Regions from separate parts of the Muntiacus reevesi genome. Here region 1 is linked to region 2. A link is a contact called in public Hi-C data. All regions are on one chromosome and are shown on one strand. The core of a region is the stretch at or near the end of the contact, and the rest is flanking DNA. Distances in the headings are between cores, read along the strand shown. Region 1 holds the start of PLEKHA8 (pleckstrin homology domain containing A8). Region 2 holds the start of ZNRF2 (zinc and ring finger 2).

Region 1 (2,770 bases), core at 45-2,544, 270 kb before region 2:
GTCTGTGATGCCATCCAGCCATCTCATCCTCTGTGGTCCCCTTCTCCTCCTGCCCCCAATCCCTCCCATCATCAGGGTCTTTTCCAATGAGTCAACTCTTCGCATGAGGTGACCAAAGTATTGGAGTTTCAGCTTCAGCATCAGTCCTTCCAATGAACACCCAGGACTGATCTCCTTTATGCCTATGGCTTTTCCAGCATCAGGGTCTTTTCCAGCATCAGGGTCTTTTCCAATGAGTCAACTCTTCGCATGAGGTGACCAAAGTATTGGAGTTTCAGCTTCAGCATCAGTCCTTCCAATGAACACCCAGGACTGATCTCCTTTATACCTATGGCTTATTAATTTTGATGTATGGCAGAAACCAAAACATCGTTATAAAGCAAGCATCCTCCCATTAAAAACAAATAATTTTTAAAAAATACAGGAGCCTAATTAAATTTGAATTTCAGATAAATAGCAAATTAATTTTTCTCTGTTTTTATTTGTGGACTCTGGCAACAGATTTTGCAGATAAAAGATTTTATTTAATTCTTTTTTTTTTATTTAATTCTTTAGATTACACTAAAGAAAAAGAAAAAATCTGTAATGCCACCATGCAGAAATAGTCATCAACATTTTGGCACATGGTTTTGTGACATATGCCTAAAATAATTAGGATCCTACTGTACACTGTTTTGTAACCTGCTTTTACCACAGAATCTATAGTTAACATTTTCCCTAGTCAAATATCCTTAGCACAGAACTTTCTCACACTTTTTTTTTTCCCCTCACACTTTAATATGCATGGGAATCCCCCCTGGAGATCTCCTTCAGGAGTTTGCCGCCTTGCATTAAGATACTACATTCAGACAAGTTCCCAGGGGCCTTCAGTGCGGCAGTGCACGGACCACACTTCGTGCAGCGGGGGTTTTAGAGTTTAATAGTGAAATTCCCATCATCTCCTTATGCCCTATGGTTGGGTACCCCCTCAATAGCCTTGAAGTGTGTAGGATCAATTAGCCTTGAAATAAGAGGCTCTGAAGACTAGAATCCAGCGGGCACCCTAAGGGGCCACGGTGGCTCCCAAATATCGGGAGATGGAACCCATCTATGGTACCTGGTACCGTAGAGTGAAGACTGTGTTCCCCTTTGTCCCAGAGGCCTCCCTACTCCCTTCTCACCCTCCCTCTAGTCCCAGGACTCATTTTCCCTGCGGGCCTCTTTCACTAGGTCAGCCACGCCGCTATCTCAGCTAAACTCCGGAGTGGATTTTGGGAACCGGCGCGCAGGCGGTGCACTGGGCATGCGCGAGCGGGCCCTGAGCCCGGCGGGTCGAGCACTCAGGTAGCGCGCCGTGGCGCGGCCAGCGACCGGCTACTTCACTCGCGACACTTTGGTGACTTCAGTCGCCCCTCGGACCCACCCAGGACCTTGGCCTCCTTGAGGACAGCGCGCCGCCTGCGGCGCCTGGGGCCACCGGCCGGCCGCGTTCTCACGTGCGGAGGCCGCCGCAGTGACCCCGCCCCCGGGCCCAGGATGTGAGGCCCGCGGGGCGTCCCCGCACTGGGCCTGGGCGCCGGGAGTGGCCGGCTCGGCAGCGCCGGGCGATGGCCCTGCTGCCGGTGCTCCTCGCCTCCTGGAGCCTGGAGCAGTGACGGGGCCGGCGGGCGAGGGCGAGGTGGTCGCGGGCGCCATGGAGGGGGTGCTGTATAAGTGGACCAACTATCTGAGCGGTGAGTGGGGGGCGTGCCAGGGTTCCGGTCCTTTGTCTGAGACGAGGGAGGGCGGCGTCCGGACTCGCCTCTTGGGTGTCGGGGTCACGGTCTCTCCTGAGACCAGAGAGGCCTGCGTGGACCGGGAATGTTTCCCTACAGCAGTTCTCTGTCTCCCGCGCGGTACAGACACAGCCCCCTGTTGGGGCTGGGTGTGAGCCGCAGCTCTCCTCACTTCCGAATCCTGAGATTTGGGGTGACTTGAAAGGCACGATGTCCTCGGTGTCAGCGGGAGGGAAATGCTTATTCCGGCTCTTGGGTCCTCTGGGAGTCTCGAATTCTGGCGAAGGAGCTGTTCTCGGGAAGGTTTCATATGAATGCGAGCAGAGGTCAAAGGTTCTTTTTCAAAGTCCCCAGGTACGGCACTTTGCTTTCATCACTTGCAGAGTTATGTGAGTGCAGACCAGGATATCTGAGTCTCAGCTCCAAAGTATGCACGTTTTTGGTTTTCTCACCGAACATTTTCTTTTTGTTTTACAGACTCAGAAATGACCATAAAATAGGATGCAAATGTTAGCAGCTCTTTTCTTGCCCTGCTGAACAGAATGGCTTAAAAATAGTACCCCACCCCCTTTCCAATTTATGGAAGTACTTCATATCTTGAGAAGGTCATAACTATTTTTCAGCTATGAATATGATTCAGAAGGAGCATTTTCATAAATGAGTATATAAATAAAAGCCTTCTGTGCGCTGGAAACTGTGCTAGGCACTTTTTTGAAATTAAACTTTTTATTATGGAAAATGAGGTAGGCAGGCTCTTAGAGTTTTAACAGCAATGTATTTGAAATGAGAAATATTCCCAGGGATTCTTAAGTTGTGGAGGTGTATTTTCCCATCCTGTGGAGCCTAGGTTTTCTTTTCTTTTTTTTTTTTTAAGGGTTGTAGTATGATTCTCTGGGGTTTTTTAAGGACGTTTGTGTCTGGGAGGATCAGTTGGCAGTAGTGACTTTGATGAGGTTATAAAGCACAGCTGAAAGTGTGCCTGTTGGGGGTACCCAGAATCTCTTCCCTATGCATAG
Region 2 (2,878 bases), core at 280-2,779:
TGGGCCCTTTCTGTTGATCAATGCCAGCTGCAGGTGTTGTAGCTTTTGGTGCATCTCATTGATTTGCTGAGCATACTTCCCAGATGTGTTGGTTTTGCTGGGATTCACAAAGCTGTAGTGGATCAGACTGGCAACAGACCACCAATCTGTGGCCATAACCTTTCTCGGGTGCAAGTTTGGCTTTGGGAAGTGCTTTGAAGCTTCTTCTCGGTCCAACCACTGAACTGGTCATTGCTGGTTCTCATATAAAATCCACTTTTTGTCACATATCACAATCGGATAGAGAATAAGAGAAGAACCTAATGTAGAAAAAGAGAAGATGACCCTTCAAAACGATTTTTTTCATTTTTAGTCAGTTCAAGATGCACCCACTTCTCGAGCGTTTCACCTTTCAAATTAGCTTCAAATGCTGGGCAACTATAGAATGGTTGATGTTCAGTTCTTGGGCAACTTCTCATGTAGTTATAAGCCTCTCAATTGGTTATTGTCAACTTCCTATGGGCAGACACTATGTTTATCTTCAGGCTTTTATCTACTCTGCAAAACTTCTTGAACCACCACTGCATTGTACATTTGTAAGCAGTTCCTGGGCCAAATGTGTTGTTGTGAGTTGTCTCTGCGAACTCGAATAGGAAAGTCGCTTCAATTTGCTTTTTCATAAATATAAACAAGTAATAAGTCAGCCAAAAACAAGTCAGCCAAGTAAGAAATGTGCATTAAAATGATGTACAGCACAACCATTTTTATTTAAGAATGTATTCCAGTATCAAATGGAAAATTTAAACAATGCAAAAGTCGCAATTACGTTTGCACCAACCTAGTATTAATTGCCATTTTAGAGAAATTACAGGGTTTTAAAGCAGCCGGTGCTGTGGAGATTTGATACAAACATCCCAGGTAAGGAAACTAACGTCCACAAAGGTAAAATGATTTGCTTATTACACTTAGTTTTGGTCCTAGACTTAGACCCCAGGTCTTATGAATCGGTTGCAGCTGTCTCTGTGCCAGTTTTTACTCTACTGCTGAAGATCATGTTGGATTATCTTTAGTTCTATTAACTCTGCTTTCTCCACAGTCGGAGTGTTTAAATGGGATAGATCTAATTCAGATCAAGTTGCCTTCAGCTTCCTAGGTTCTTTCTTTTGTTTTCAGTCTTTTACCATCAGATTGGTGAGCTTCTGCTTTATTTAAAACACGCACTCGGAGTAACATCAAGGAGGAAGGTCGACACCCACTCAAACGCAATGGCTAGAGACACAGGACAGAGACACTCCCAGCCCCAGCTTTAAGAAGGTGAAGACTACCCACCGTCAGGTCCAGCGTCCGAGGGCCACGTGCAGGAGGAGGGGCCGTGTTCTGGTTGGCGCCCGGAGGAGCTCCATCCCTCCAATCAGAGCAGGCCCCGCGGTGGAGAGGGGGCGCGTCCTGCAGGAGAGGGCGGGGCCAGAGACCTGTCCATCACCGAAGCCGCGGGTGGTAGCACCTACCCCACCAAGGCACCTAGGCGAGATAGGGCGGGAGCGGGAAGGCCGCGGCGAGGGGGGAGGCGGGGCCAGGCCGGTGGGAGCCAATCCTCCCGGCGGCGCCAGGGGGCGGGGGCGGGGTCACCGCGCGCGACCCAAACACACGGGTTCGGGCGCACCCTGGGGCCCCGCTGCTCCTTCGCCTTCCGGTGCGAGGGCCGCAGTACCTCCTTCCCCGCTGAGCACCCCCCACCTTCGTGGTCCAGACCCTACCCCCCGGCCCCTCCTTCTCTGGGGGAGCGCGGTGACGGTTGCCGGGAAGCGCGCGCTGCCCCTCCCTCTCCTCTTGCGTCCTCCCCTCCCGCGCCACCCGTTTTTCCTCCTTCTCAGTTAATAACAGTTGGGTGGCTGGGGGAGGAGGGAAGGTGGCCCCAGCGGAGTCTGGGCGGGCACCTCCCACTCACCCGTGAGCCGCCGTGGGAGCAGGAGGATGGCGGCGGTAGCGGCGGCCGCCCGGGAGGAGGCGGTGCCGAGGGCCCGGGCGCAGAGCGCAGCGGCGGCGGCAGAGAGCGGCAGCGGCCCGTCGCGGCGCACCAGAACCGAAAGCAGCGGCAGCCGCGCAGCCACCTGAGCCGCCCCTCCCGCCGGAGCCAGCGATCGGCGCCCGCGGGAGCCGGGACCTCCTTCCTCACCGTCTCTCCTCGTCTCCCGAGTCCCCAGACAGGCCGTCGATCTCCCTCGTCACCCCCTAGAAGAGCGCGGCGGGCGCCGACCGCCCCCAGGGGCGCCGGGCGGCGGCCCTGGACGTGCGGGCTTCTTTCTGCGCCGGCCTCCGCGCCTCGGCCCTGCCCTCTCGCTCCCGCGCTCGCTCCCGCCCTCCCGGCGCTCCGGGCGCTGTGCGCGGGCCCGGCCCGGGGCAGGGCGGACATGGGCGCCAAGCAGAGCGGCCCGGCCGCTGCTAACGGCCGCACCCGCGCGTACTCGGGCTCGGATTTACCTTCCAGCAGCAGCAGCAGCGGAGGGGCCAACGGGACCGCGGGCGGCGGGGCGCGAGCCGCAGCTGCTGGGCGGTTTCCGGCTCAGGTGCCCAGCGCGCACCAGCCCAGCGCCTCCGGCGGCGCCGCGGCGGCCTCGGCGGCCCCGCGCAGCCGCTCCCTCGGCGGGGCCGTGGGGACCGTGGCGTCGGGGGCCCGAACGGCTCAGTCCACCTTCAGCATCCCCAACAGCAGCAGCGGCCCGTACGGCTCGCAGGACTCGGTTCACAGCAGCCCGGAGGACGGCGGCAGCAGCGGCGGCAGGGACCGGCCGGCAAGCGGGGGTCCCGGAGGGCCGCGCCTGGTGATCGGCTCCTTACCCGCTCACCTCTCGCCGCACATGTTTGGAGGTACGGCCCCTTCCCTCTCTGGCTCCCGCGG

The links. A called contact is a pair of places that touch in the nucleus more often than the background predicts.
Region 1: a contact with region 2 is called in a Hi-C map of blood, with 3 times the contacts expected there. The contact joins the promoter of PLEKHA8 here to the promoter of ZNRF2 in region 2. A contact is called at or near these places in 2 of 3 Hi-C or Micro-C datasets (blood and muscle).

Annotation. Positions count from the first base shown.
Region 1 is chr6:62,857,047-62,859,816 of mMunRee1.1, reverse strand. It overlaps PLEKHA8 (pleckstrin homology domain containing A8), which reads left to right and starts at 1,294. Exons shown (of 13, transcript XM_065939028.1): 1 at 1,294-1,712. The coding sequence starts at 1,673.
Region 2 is chr6:62,590,631-62,593,508 of mMunRee1.1, reverse strand. It overlaps ZNRF2 (zinc and ring finger 2), which reads left to right and starts at 1,529. Exons shown (of 5, transcript XM_065938457.1): 1 at 1,529-2,847. The coding sequence starts at 2,391.